Regions from separate parts of the Mus musculus genome. Here all the other regions are linked to region 1. A link is a contact called in public ChIA-PET and HiCAR-type data. All regions are on one chromosome and are shown on one strand. Each heading gives the region's core, a stretch centred on a gene start, on an enhancer-like site or on the middle of the called end of the contact. The rest is flanking DNA. Distances are from core to core; before and after follow the strand shown. Region 1 holds the start of Haus3 (HAUS augmin-like complex, subunit 3). Region 2 overlaps Add1 (adducin 1 (alpha)). Region 3 overlaps Fam193a (family with sequence homology 193, member A).

Evidence for each region. ChIA-PET counts read pairs in DNA pulled down with a chosen protein or histone mark. HiCAR-type assays count read pairs that join an accessible place to other places.
Region 2: a contact with region 1 is called in a HiCAR-type map of astrocytes, with 2.3 times the contacts expected there. The contact joins the enhancer-like site here to the promoter of Haus3 in region 1. A contact is called at or near these places in 4 of 39 promoter capture datasets (the HPC-7 cell line, HPC-7-derived erythroid cells, cranial neural crest and 2 more), 1 of 115 datasets of contacts at active chromatin or transcription factors (astrocytes) and 3 of 9 other capture datasets (adipose tissue, liver and pancreatic islet).
Region 3: a contact with region 1 is called in an RNA polymerase II ChIA-PET map of memory CD8 T cells, with 6 read pairs. The contact joins the enhancer-like site here to the promoter of Haus3 in region 1. A contact is called at or near these places in 3 of 39 promoter capture datasets (the 3T3-L1 cell line and frontonasal cranial neural crest), 1 of 115 datasets of contacts at active chromatin or transcription factors (memory CD8 T cells) and 3 of 9 other capture datasets (adipose tissue, liver and macrophages).

The regions. Positions count from the first base shown.
Region 1 is chr5:34,167,054-34,171,388 of GRCm38.p6, forward strand. Haus3 (HAUS augmin-like complex, subunit 3) reads right to left here and starts at 2,371. Exons shown (of 5, transcript NM_146159.1): 1 at 2,337-2,371; 2 at 352-1,390. The coding sequence starts at 1,260. It overlaps Poln (DNA polymerase N), which reads right to left and starts at 2,473. Exons shown (of 25, transcript NM_181857.4): 1 at 2,337-2,473.
Region 2 is chr5:34,589,166-34,593,500 of GRCm38.p6, forward strand. The region is part of intron 1 of Add1 (adducin 1 (alpha)); the gene reads left to right. Among named protein-coding and RNA genes, the nearest start is that of Mir7036b, 17 kb to the left of the region's middle. Within about 2 kb of position 2,411, at least 38 of the 459 cell types and tissues checked have an H3K27ac peak or open chromatin away from gene starts, as enhancers often do. A contact at or near this core is called in adipose tissue and astrocytes, where this site is marked.
Region 3 is chr5:34,464,569-34,468,903 of GRCm38.p6, forward strand. Fam193a (family with sequence homology 193, member A) reads left to right here. Exons shown (of 21, transcript NM_001243123.1): 19 at 1,006-1,879. Among named protein-coding and RNA genes, the nearest start is that of Tnip2, 47 kb to the right of the region's middle. Within about 2 kb of position 1,718, at least 23 of the 459 cell types and tissues checked have an H3K27ac peak or open chromatin away from gene starts, as enhancers often do. A contact at or near this core is called in memory CD8 T cells, where this site is marked.

The DNA.
Region 1 (4,335 bases), core at 1,121-3,620:
AACAGAAACCCCAGTTTAATCTGTAATTGAAATGACACAATTTTCAGATTCATAATGCAAAGTAAGGTTATTTTTGTCCAAAATTTGCTCAGTAATATTACTGAGGATAAAATTACTAAATTCTAGTAATATGATTAATAATATATTTGTATGAAATACATACTGCAAATATGTACTATAAAATTACATTAATTATATTACATAATTAATAAATTATATTAATATGCTATACTAATATAATTTTCTATAAAATTAAAATTAGATTTCCCCCCTTTTCTAAATTAGCAGCAATATTAAACTCTATATTCCTAACAATTACAATATGAATTCAGTCTTATTTCTTATGCTTACCTCATTGGTTAGTCTATTAAGATTCTCTTCCGCCCATTTTATACTCGACTTCATGCTCAAATTACTTGTTTTCAAGTATATGATCTGTTTCTGGACACAAATACATGCCATCTGCAGTCTAGCCATCTCCAGTCGTCGCTCCCTAAGGATTTCTTCATTATCACAAATAGACGGTGTTTGTATATCTAAAAGTTGAAAATTGTCTTCATTTGAACTTTCAACTACTTCGTGCATGCCCTGAAAGAATTGCTTTTTTGTGTATAAGGTTAATGCTGCTGTGCTCTGCTCTTCTTGGCTTATGTATTTTCCCAAGGGAAACTGAGATAAAAACACCATTGGATTTGTTCTTTCACTTAAATTAGAATTTCTGAAGAATATCATCAAATTATTAACTTCCTCAGTAAGACCCTGAAGTTCATTACTGAGCTTAGTATTCACAGAATTTAGGAATCCTTGCTTCTGTTTCAGCTTCTTAGTGGCCTCCTCTTGTTTAGCATTTAATGCCAGAAACCTGTAGCTAGTTTCAGAAACCATTAACTGGTATTTATTCCGTCGCTGAATTTTTGAGTTATTTAATTTCTGCAGAGTTTGAACCTCATCCTCTAATATCTGTATCTCTTTGTCATCCAGTTTGCATGTCTTCAAATCAAAAGTTTTACAGGTCCTAAGAACTTCATCCAATGCTGTTCCTTCTAGGATAGGCTTGCCTGATCGCTGGAGATCGCTGAAGGCTTCCAATTCTTTTTCAGACAATACATTCTGTTCATTCACATTCCCACAAAACCATTTCAAGAATGACTCATCTTCAACATCCTCAAAGAGCCAGTCAAAATCTTCTCCATTAAGAATATCAGCTTTGGGATAACCAATTTTTTTCAATGTTTCCACAAACTCATTTCCACAACTCATGGTTTAACTACTCCTGTTTTTAAATATTTGATATGAATCTATTTTTTTAAACTAAGTTCAAACAGAAAAAAACATATTTACGCTAAGTCCATAGAAGAAGGAAAAAAAATACAATCTATAATGTGTTTTCCTAGTGGGGGAAAGAACACAAGTATTAGACCATGAACAAGGCAAATGAATTTTAAATATACAGATCATTTTATCAGATGACATCAGGAGACTACTTAAGTTAAAAGCAGATGCACGTGCAATATCTGACAAAGACAAAGCAAAACAGAAGCAATCAGGGTGTTGCTTAGGACACTACAACAGTAATGAAGAATCTAATTAATGAAGATATAACAATAAAAAAAAACTGATTTTTTTTCCCAATGATGAAATTACTTAAAATAAATTACATTTTGTAAAATAGCTGTTTCCCCTGTAGTTTCTAGTTAGGAAAAAGAAATATGCCTACCTTTCTAAGGAAGAATCAACTAAATATTTACTTCAATCAGCGTTCCATCAGTCTCAAAGGACTCAATCTATAGATATAACCAGTCTAACGCAGAGAAAACCAGGACAAATTGACAAGTTTCAAAGTACCCATCAATCATCAAGTAAGAAGTTTTATTTCGAATAGAACACAATGAACCACGACTTGAACCAAACTTAGGTCAGTGACAATGGCAGGTCTTAAAATCACGATGTATTTGACACTCTGGTAGCAAACTCTCTGGGTTGGTTTTGGTTTGTTTCTGAGTATCCAGTTATGACACTTAAGAGCTCTAATAAAACACGCCCACAAAAGTACCAAATTGCTGTTTTTAAAAGCTGGGTAACAGATAAGTGTGTATTTCCGGTTTAACGTTTGCCTCGTATGATTGAGGCCTTGGGTTTTATCCGCAGTATCCGAAAAATAAAGCTACCAACCCCAGCCGGATGACCGGCCACGTACCTCCGCCCCCACCTCTGGCACAAAGCCTCAGCCTCCCCGCACACCCCGCGCCTGGGCCCAGCGACCTCTATCGATGCCTCAAGCAGGCTGTAGGAGGGTAGCGGCGGCCCCGCCAACCCCGAACTTACAAGACCCTTACCTCAGGAAAGCCGCAGTCACTGCTCTCTGCCAGCCTCCAACCGCGCGCGCCGCAGTGCCTCACGGGAGTGCCAGGACGCGCACGCGCAGATTACAACATCCGTAAAGTCAGCGCAGGCGGCGAGGTATCCCGGAGAAAGCGAAGGAGGACCCGCAGACCAACCCCCTTCAACGAGCCGGGGTAAAGTGATTGGCTTTCCTGACGGACGCACCGCCCCTTAGCCCCGCCTCTGGCCCGCCGTCCTTCCCGCTAGGCTCAAGAGGATTGGTTTTCTCACTATAGGCTCTGCCCTCGCTCCGCCCCACCCCGCCCCCGCTCGGGAGTTGGAGTCTGGGTCTCTTCCGGCTGCTTTGTTGCCTTGGCCATTTGGCCCTCTAGTTCAGTTAGGCCTCCTGTCCTAAGAATGGCTTGCGGTCTGTGACACCACTAGGGGACCGGAAGTTTGAGGCCGAACAGACCCCTTCTTCCCCCAACAGCTCTTACCACCACCACTGGTAGGGTGATCCAGCGTTGGTGCTAATAACAAGCAGCTGGGACCCTATCAGGTCTCTTGCAGGGTAGGATTGTTGGCTATAGAATCTTTTACAATGGTTATTTAACAAAAATCACTTAACTCCCAAGGCCTCGATGACTTCCAAGCAAAAGCTGACTCCCTCCAAGATCCCATCTTCAAAATGTCAAGGTGTAAAATACATCAGTTTTAGAATGCATTTAACTCAGAAGTACAGACATTCTGAGGATGCCCGCCGTCATTCAATGAAAGACAGAATGCTGAACTCAGATGCAAGCCTAGTTAATGTCCTATGGTCCCAGAAAACTGATCTTTGGAGTTACAGTTGGCATTGGTAACAACTTGTCTGTATGGGTCATAATCTGTTCATTTTTTTCTATCAGACAGCATTTGCAACTTAACCACTCTCTTGTAAGATGATATATAAATTCACAAGATCTGGGCTTTGATCATTAAAAAAATAGTATTCCCCTCTTCTAATCATAAATAGGGTGATGTATCAGACAAGGGTCTAGTCTAGTTGCTACTAGGTAGAATTCTTTCTGGATCTTTTTCCCTGGGCTTATTTGTTTTGTGAGACAAGGATTTGCTTCTCTACCCAGGCTGGGCTTCAACTCAAGATCCTACTTTAGCATCTCCAAGTGCTGGGGCCACAGGTATGAATCACCATGCCCAGATATTCATGTTTTCAAAGAGAGAAAAACTAATGTTCTAAGCAGATCATTTAAATTTGAGTTGAAGACATTTCCTATTAATTCTTATTTAACTTTTATCCTCCTTTTGAAGGTCAATAAAACCGGAAAGTAAATAAAAACAAACAGTACAGGGGAAAAGTTCTTAGAATGGTGCCTAATGTGGTTAGGACATCAGGGGACTGGCCCAAGAGGACCCCAGATGCCAAACTGGAGGTAGGGGCTCAGCAGGGAGCTGGCGTTGAGTGGGTTTTGGCCAGAGGAAGTGCAGGCAGTACTTTTGGGAAATTTTGCTGAGGCGGCAAAGACTGAGAGAAAAAGAGCCAAATGACACAAGATGAGGGGGTGGGAATGCAAGGCTGAGAGGATTTTTGGTGTTGTTTTGTTTTAAAGTGGGAGGAACTGGAGGATATTTATAGACTGTGCGGAAGAGCTCGGAGGAGATGGAATTAAAGATGCCAGAAAGACAAAGGGCTACTTTGCAGGCTGAGGTTCCCCCCAGGCACAGCCTGGGACCCATGAGACCTTCTAGAAAACCCACTGTTCTTAGTGACTCCTGGCCCCCAGCTCGCTCTCTTGAATTGCTGACCACCGCTCCTTGTTTGAGAAGTGTTTGCGAGGCCATAAGAAGCCATGAAAACATAAAGATTAGAACAGGATCAGCCCCCTGAGTACAAACAGCAAACACAATGGGGTCAATTATACAGAACTGGAAAGTTTTCTTGGGACTGGATTAGAAACTTAAGAAGGCAAGTATGTTAAACTTATTTCCAAGACAAGCTTGCTTTCTTCTACT
Region 2 (4,335 bases), core at 1,161-3,660, 420 kb after region 1:
ACTGGCTTGCTTCTCTTTGCATTCTCAGCCTGCTTTCTTATAGAACCCAGATCCGCTATCCCAGGGATGGCAGCACTCACAACTCCATCCATAACTAATTAAGAAAATGCCCCACAGGCTTGTCTGGAACCCAGTCTTATGGATGTTGCCTTTTCTTCATTGAGGGTCCCTCCTCTCAGATAACTTTCGCTTGGACCAAGATTATTCAGCACATAGCCCATATCTTTCTCTCTCTCTCTCTCTCTCTCTCTCTCTCTCTCTCTCTCTCTCTCTGTCTCTCTCTGTTTTTTAGATTTATTTTATATATGTGAGCATACTATTGTTGTCTTCAGACATACCAGAAGAGAAGAGGGCATCAGATTCCCTTACAGATGGTTGCTGGGAATTGAACTCAGAACCCCTGGAAGAGCAGCCAGTGCTTTTAACTGCTAAGCTATGTCTCCAACTCCCTCTATGGTTCTTTAAAAATATGCTATTTTAGTTTTTTGAAATAGTCTCATGCAGTATAGTCCTTGGAATTACTATGTATTCCAATCTCAGGCTGGCCTAGAATCAGTGATCCTCCTGCCTCAGCCTTCAGAGTACTGGGATAACAGACATGCACCACAATGCCTGGCTTCTCTAGGTGAATTTGATAGATGGCCAGAATAGAGAACCAGAGAGTACAAATAGAGATGGGGCTGACAGTATTGTTAGGGAAGAGCAAGAGCTCAGGGCTCTGGGAAGAAAGGAGACAGCAAGGGAAGCTGCACAGAGTGGCTGGAGAGATAGGAGGGAAGGCAGAAAGGACGCTGGGAGGCTGGGGGTTGGGGGTGAAAGGGGTGGGGGTGGTCAGGTGCTGCTAGGAGGTTGTGTGAGGTGATCACGGAGGGTGAAGGGAAGGAGTTATAAGTGAGTGGGTAGAGGAGGAATTAAGGTAGGTCTCAGAGGCTCAGAGCTTTTGGAACTTCGACCTCCACCCTTTTTTGGTGCCCTGAATTCTAATCAAGTTGGAGAGCGGCCTCTTCTGGAATTCCCTCTGATCCCTGCTGTGAAAGCTTCTCAGTGCTTGTATTCCCAAGGTAGAGGTCAGGAGTTTCTAGCAGAGGAGTAAGAGAGCACAAAAGGGCAGCCTCCAGGGTGGAAGGCAAAAGGGCATCCTTCAGAGTGGAGAGCAGACCAGAGCCCCAGGGCTTCGGTTTAACCTTTCTACCCCCGAGGCGGCCCAGGGATTATTCCTGAAATAAGCAAAGGCTTAGGAGCCATCCTCATTCATTGTACAGTCTTAAATGCAAGAATAAGTTCCAAGATGGGACTGTGGGTCAAGCTGAGGTTTACTAGGGCAGAGGGCTGCAGTGCTTTGCCTGCTCTGTGAAGAGGGGCTCACGGGAGAGGCTTTCTTCCTCTTACCTGGTAACTTTGCCTGCCTCATCCTGTAGCCACATTCTCTTATTTATGTCTCCAGAATTTGGGACACCTTTAACCCTAACAATCCTACCCTCTGGCATTAATTTTCTATATAGAGTGAAACAAGATGCTTAACTCTTTCTTAGTTTATTTGCTCTTTTACCACAACATAAGAGAAATGTATTAATCAAAAAGTCATAATGTACTTGACTAATACATTCTCATACTCTGGAACAAGTTATTCTCATGGGTCTTTTGTTTGTCTGTCTGCCTAGAGGCTGTTCTGAACACAAGCCACCTGGCCATGGCCCCAGTCACCCAAGACTGTGGGGCTCAGCAGGGAAGGGCTTGCAGTGCGCGGATGGCGACTGGGGTGGGATCCCTGGACCTCACATAAGGTAGAAAGGATGACAGACATACAGTACTGTGGCTCTCTCCGCATCTGCTGATGTCATTATAGCACAGTGTCTTTGTTTGTTATACACTTGCTCTAATGATTATTATTTTATTGTCTAAGTGGTATTTTATTTTTAAATTACTTTTATAAATTAACTTTAAATTGTATATATAACACTTACACAGTTGCCCCCTGTCTGCTCAGCTCCTTACACTTCTGTCATTTTCAGTTTCTTGCGGATTTTTTATTTATGCAAATATAAATGAGTTTTTACTTACCCCTCACATATACCATCTATATTGATTTCTGTATCTTTCTTTTTTCATTTAACAATACATCCTTATTTTGTGAAGACACCTGTACATTTATAGTTACTTGGTAGCATAAAGACTTAAACAAACCTCTAATAGCCTATGTGGTGACTTTTCAAAGAGCATACTTTTGACAGTTTCACTTAAGCTTATGTTTGTGATTTTAAATGCTTCTTGCCTAGATCAAAAGAGGAACCCTGTCTCTGTCTGTTCTCAGGCTTCAGGGCTAACACAGCAGCACTCGCAGCCTTTGCGTGTGCAGAACACTGAGCCATTCTCCCAGCATTCAGTCTTGGGCTCTTCTCAGTCCTTCAAGTCCTAGCTTTTACTTCAGAGCTTTCTTTTGTCTTATTCTTCGCAACTAATTACTTCACAGTGTGGAACATTCAGACCTTTGATTCTGGGGGAAGCGGGGAGTGCTTCTTTACTTGTATTCTTGCCAGACTTCTCCACTTAGCCCTCCCCTCAGAAAAATAATTAAAAGGACAGACCAAATTTTTACTTAGCAACCTTCCCTTGTGGAATGTCCTTCAGAAAGTGTTTGGGAGTGGGGTGCAGTTCAGCAGAGGCGTATTGGCTGATTACCCTTGAAGACCTGTGGTGTTTGATTCTCAGCACCAAAGGGGAAGGAATGAGGCAGGGCAAATTTTGTTTCAGGAAACAGTACATTTTGAAGGATTTTTATAATGTCAGCAAAACTATTACAGTAGTTGAGAAAGCCTAATGTGGTAGGGTGGGCCTTTTATTTATTTATTTTTAAAATTTTTTATTAGATATTTTCTTCATTTACATTTCAAATGCTATCCTGAAAGTCCCCTATATCCTCCCCCTGCCCTGCTCCCCTACCCACCCACTCCCACTTCTTGGCCCTGGTACTGGGTCAAGTTATATAAAGTTTGCAAGACCAAGGGGTCTTTCTTCCCAATGATGGCTGACTAGGCCATCTTCTGCTACATATGCAGCTAGAGACACGAGTTCTGGGGGTACTGGTTAGTTCATATTGTTGTTCCACTTATCCGGTTGCAGACCCCTTCGGCTCCTTGGGTACTTTCTCTAGCTCCTCCACTGGGGGGCCTGTGTTCCATAGAGTGGGCCTTTTATCCTACTACTTTGGAGAGAGTGGCAGACAGATCTCTGAGTTCCAGGCCAGCCAGAGCTAGATGATAAAAACCTGTCTTTAAAAAAAAAAAAAAAAAAAAAAAAGCCAGGCAGTGGTGGCACAGGCCTTTAATCCCAGCACTAGCACTCAGGCGGGTCTCTGTGAGTTCGAGGCCAGCCTGGTCTACAGAGAGAGTTCCAGGACAGCCAGGGCTACACAAGAAGCCCCCAACCCCCAGTTATAGTAGTTGAATCCAGTGAAGAAGCAAAAATAGGAAAGGCAGTTGGCACTGTTGCAGTATAATGTTAAATTTCGACTTCTTTTCCTCTAATATATATATATTTTTAAATTATGTGTATGGTTTCTGTACCAGGTCCGGGCACGTGATCCCTGGATCTGGGCTTAGCAGTGGTTGTGAGTCTCCCAACTGCTGGGAATGCAGGCCTCATCTCCAGCCCCATCGACTGGTGCAGGGAAGGCGTTGAACAGTGTCTGGCCTCAAGCTCACTGGAGTCTTGCTTCTACTTCCTGAGTGCTGAGGTCACAGGAGTGTATCACCATGCTTGCTGTTTCAGCCACCAGGGACCCTCATGGTGCTTGGCTCAGAATATGAGACTTGGTACAGACGCTGGTGAATATGCTCATTAGACACTAGTCTAGACTTCTCTCATATTCTCCTAGACTACAGACTGCTCTCTTTTTTGTACAATGATCTTCTGTGTTTCTTTCCCTCCCTCCCATCATCATCATCATTTTATTTTTTTAACTATGTAGCTCAGGTTGGCCTTGAACTCTTTTTTAAAGATATTTTATTTATTTTATGTATATGAGTACACACTGTAGCTGTTCAGTTGGTTGTGAGCCTTCATGTGGTTGTTGGGATCTGAATTTAGGACCTCTGCTCGCTCCAGTCAATCCTGCTCGCTCAGGTCCGCCCCACTCAATCAGTCCCTGTTCGCTCCAGCTCAAAGATTTATTCTTTACATAAATAAGAACACTGTAGCTATGGCGTCAGATCTCATTGCGGGTGGTTGTGAGCCACCATGTGATGAACTCAGAACCTTTGGAAAAGCAGTCAGTGCGTTTACCTGCTGAGCCATCTCACCAGTCCCTGGCCTTGAACTCTTGATCCTTTTGTCTGA
Region 3 (4,335 bases), core at 468-2,967, 300 kb after region 1:
CACATTCTTGTTCTGACCCACAGGCCCATCTACTTGAAGGACAGCTCTTAGCATCAACATTATAAAGTGTAAGGTTAGGCAGCTTCCTTGGTGTAAACTGCTGAGAGCAATTTCCACTCCCCAGAAACTTGACAGGGCTTTTCATAGCACGTCATGAAAAGTAGACATCTATTTGCTTGGGTTTGGAGCCCTGAAAGGGTCTGTTCTGTGGTCTAGAATCATTCGTACAATGAAATCTTTACTTGATGAAACTTCTTTCCATCAGGTTGGAAAGCAGAAATACATTGGGGCCACTTTGCTATGTGAAACTGAATATTTCTGAAAGCCCTTTGCTCTTGTGTAGTTCAACGTGTATTGAGACTTTTATCTGATAGTGTGGGAAGGGACTTTCAAACTTTTGGACACATTTTGTTTGTGTCTTACTTATGCAGGTCCTTATTTCTGGTTCAGCCCTCACCTGGACAGCAAAGTCTGTCAGGAGCTCATGCAATCAGAAAGCTGATTCCTTGCTATTTCTATAGAGAGATGGTCAGGTCTATGGGTGCTGCACGCACAGCACAACTGCTGGTCTGACTACTCCTGGTACCTACTTCTTGGTCAGAAGCTAGCCACCTAGTTCCCAGTAAAGTAAGCATATGCTTGGTAGGTAGATGAGATTTAACAGTTCTTTTGGGTGAAATAATTACAGGTACGTATGTTGTAGGTACATTTGTTACTGCCTCTATCAAAGTTTATTTTTCAATATATGATTGATATCTCAAGTTTCTAGAGTAATTTTTTTAATTACATTTATATATGTGGGGAGGGGAGGCCATCATAGTTTGTGTGTAAGTCATGGGTCAATGTTTATGGGATGATTCTTCACCATGTGGTTCTTGGGGGATCAAATTCAACTCACCAGGCTTGGTGGCAAATGCCTTTACCTGCTGAGCCGTCTTAGCAACTCTGTCAAGTTTTGGAGTTCTTACCATGGTCTAAAGCCATCTTCTCTTTTGTTATTGGCAGCTGGAAGAGAAGGCACGCCTAGAAGCTGAGGCCAGGGCACGGGAGCATCTGCATCATCAGGAGGAGCAAAAGCAGCGGGAAGAAGAGGAGGACGAAGAAGAGGAGGACGAGGAACAGCATTTCAAGGAGGAATTTCAGCGGCTTCAGGAGCTTCAGAAGTTAAGAGCTGCAAAAAAGAAGAAAAAGGATCGGCCAAGTAAAGACTGTTCCAAGTTGGACATGCTTGCTAGAAATTTCCAGGCAGCAACAGAGTCTATCTCTAACTCTGAAAACATCCACAATGGCTCCTTAGAACAAACCGAAGAACCAGAAACCTCATCTCACTCCCCTTCCAGACACATGAACCACTCAGAGCCCAGGCCAGGGCCTGGAGCCAATGGGGATGCTACAGACCCTGTGGACCCCAGAGACCCCTCCAAGCTTCTGCTACCTAAGGAAGTCAATGGGAAGCAGCACGAGCCTCTTGCATTTCTCTTGGACATGATGCATCATCACAAGGAGGGAAATAGCAAGCAAAAGTTAAAGCAAACCAGCAAGACCAGCAATGAGCCAGCCAGGAAGCCCACAGAGCCTCCCAAAACCACAGAGGTACAGCTCAAACCCCGGGCCCAGCCAGAGTTGAAACCTAAAGTAGTTGACCTTGCTCTTCTCACAGAGCAGAAGAGGGAGGAGAGGAAAACCAACAGCAACAACAACAACAAAAAGCAGCTGAGCCACATCAAAGAGGAGAAGCTGAGCACTGTCACTCCTGAGCCACCCTCCCCCAGCCAGCTCCTGCAGAATGGCAGGCTGATTCTGGCCAGTTCTCCTCAGCCCAAGGGCAAGAATAAGAAAAATAAAAAGAAGAAAGGAGACAGAACCAGCAGTTCACTTGGTAAATAAAGATCACAAGGGAACTGTTCCCAGCCTTGGCTGGTGTGGTCTGTGTGTGTGAGTTCTCGACAGGCCCCTGCAGGCGGGATGTTGCTCATCTGTGACTTTTCCAACAATAATAATTTGTAGCTGCTATATTATGATTTTGAAATAATTTTAGACATATAAAGTGCACTTTTTTTTTAAAAAATTTGATTTGTGGTTAGTTGAAAACATAGGTACAGAACTGGAGAGGGTAAGGAGAGTGGCTGCTGTAACATCCCTCCTATCCTGGGTCATCTTTGGGTGAGGTTATGTTCACCTGTTTCTAATACCGTTGTGTTGATTGTTCCTATCTCATAATTAGTAAGTTTCCATGTCTGTGTCACAGTGAGTTTCCATGATATCCAGTGCATGACTTGTGTTCTCAGACATCCTTGATTACTAAGAACTTGTTCCGATAGTGACTTACACAGGTCTAGAACATTCTTGAAGTAGTTGCAAAGGTTTTTGTCTTATACTCTAGAGAAGTCTGAACTTCCTGTTTTGTACATAAAGGTGACATGCTGCTTACTGGCTTACTCCTCATGGCTTACTGAACTTGCTTTCTTACAGTCTCCAAGACCACTATCCCAAAGGTAGTACCACCCATGCAGTGAACTTGACCCTCCCACAACAATAAGCAATCAAGAAAATGCACTACAGGCTTACCCATAGGCCAGTCTGATGGGATCATTTTCTCCACAGTGAGATTCCCTCTTCCAAAAATTACTCTAGCCTATATCAAGCTGATATAAAACTATCCAACAGACCTTTTGGTTGTTTTGTTTGTTTGTTTGTTTGTTTGTTTGTTTTTGTTCTTAACTAGAATTTTGTTGTTTGGTTTTTAAGAGATTTTTATAAATTAGGAATACGAGTTTTTCACCTCTGTTCGGTGCTGCCAAAATTTTCTCCTGGTTCCTCAGTTTCCTATGAACTTGGTTTACTGGGTTTTTCAGCCATTTGGAAGTTTTCTTGTTAACTTTTATGTAGTCATTTTACCAATCTTACATTGTAAGTCTTACATTGTAAACTGCCTTTAGAGTTTGATAATTGTTAGTCTTATTCTGACACCAGGGTTAGGGAGGAATACAAAATTTCTCTCTAGTGTTTGTGTAGTTTCTTCTTCCTCCCCTCATGTAGATCTTAAACATGTTTGAGGTTTATTTTGGGGTATGAGATGAAGTGTGGGTTTATTTTTCTCTTTTCCCAAATGCTTCCACAATTTATGAGGAAGCTCTTCCTGCCCCTGTGGTCTATAGTGCTGCTCTACTGCAGCGGTTTTCATATGCCCTGGGTCTGGGTCTGGGCTCTGTGTTCTTTCTTGTGTTCCCTGCTCTGAACTGTTATTTTTAAGTCTCCCATTTACAAGTTTTATAGGTGCTTCTCTTATCTCTTAGTTGTTGTTCTTAGTATTTGGCTGCTCTTCTTTATAACTTACAGTGAGTTGAGATGTAGGTGCTATGAAGTATATACTATATTCTGGAATTTACTTTTAAAAATGGATGAAGTCTCTCAGTGTATTTAATTTCCAGTGCTGGAATTGAAGCCCAAGGCCTATGCATATCAGAAAGGCACTGTATCCCTGAGCTTCATCCTTTACCACAATACATTTTATGTTAATTACATGTTATAATACTATTTTAATATATTAAATTATTACTAAATATATTTTTTAAGTCTTAAAATATGTTACTCAAATCACATTTATTGGGCTGGAGAGATATGGCTCAGTGGTTAAGAGCACTGACTGTTAGCATTCTGTCTAAACTCCACCCCCACAGTTACCTGGCAACAGCCAGGTAGACCTATAAAAGGGGCTGCTTGCCCCCACTCCCTCTCTTGATCTCTTGCTTCTCTCCTGTTTTTCCCTTACCCCCTCTCTCCTTGAGTTCATGGCATGGCGGTCTCTACTTGTCTACTCTGTCTCTCTGCCTTTCTCTGCCTCTACTACCCTCTTAACTCCCCTCCCCATGCCCTGAATAAATTCTGTTCTTCTATACTATCCCATAGTGTGGCTGGTCCCTCAGAGATAAGGGATGCCTCAGCATGGGCCTGCTGAGACACCTCCTTCCCCCATACCTCACCACACCCCCATAGAATATATTCTTTCCCCCTTTATCTTTTTATAAACACATCATATGGTACGGAGAGATATATATTCTATAGGAGTGTGGTGAGGTATGGGGGAAGGGGGGGTGTCTCAGTGGGCCTATGACAAGGCATCCCTTCCCCCCTTCTCCCCCCCCCCCCCCCAGGGACCAGCCACAGGACAGTATAGTATAGAATAGAGTTTATTCAGGGCATGGGGAGGGGAGTTAAGAGGAGGATTAGGAGGAGGGAGGGAGGGGGAGAGAGGGAGAGAAATAGAGGCCAGCCATGGCCATGAGCATGTGGAGAAGAGGGGTGGGGGGAGAGAAGAGGAAGAGCAAGAGAGAG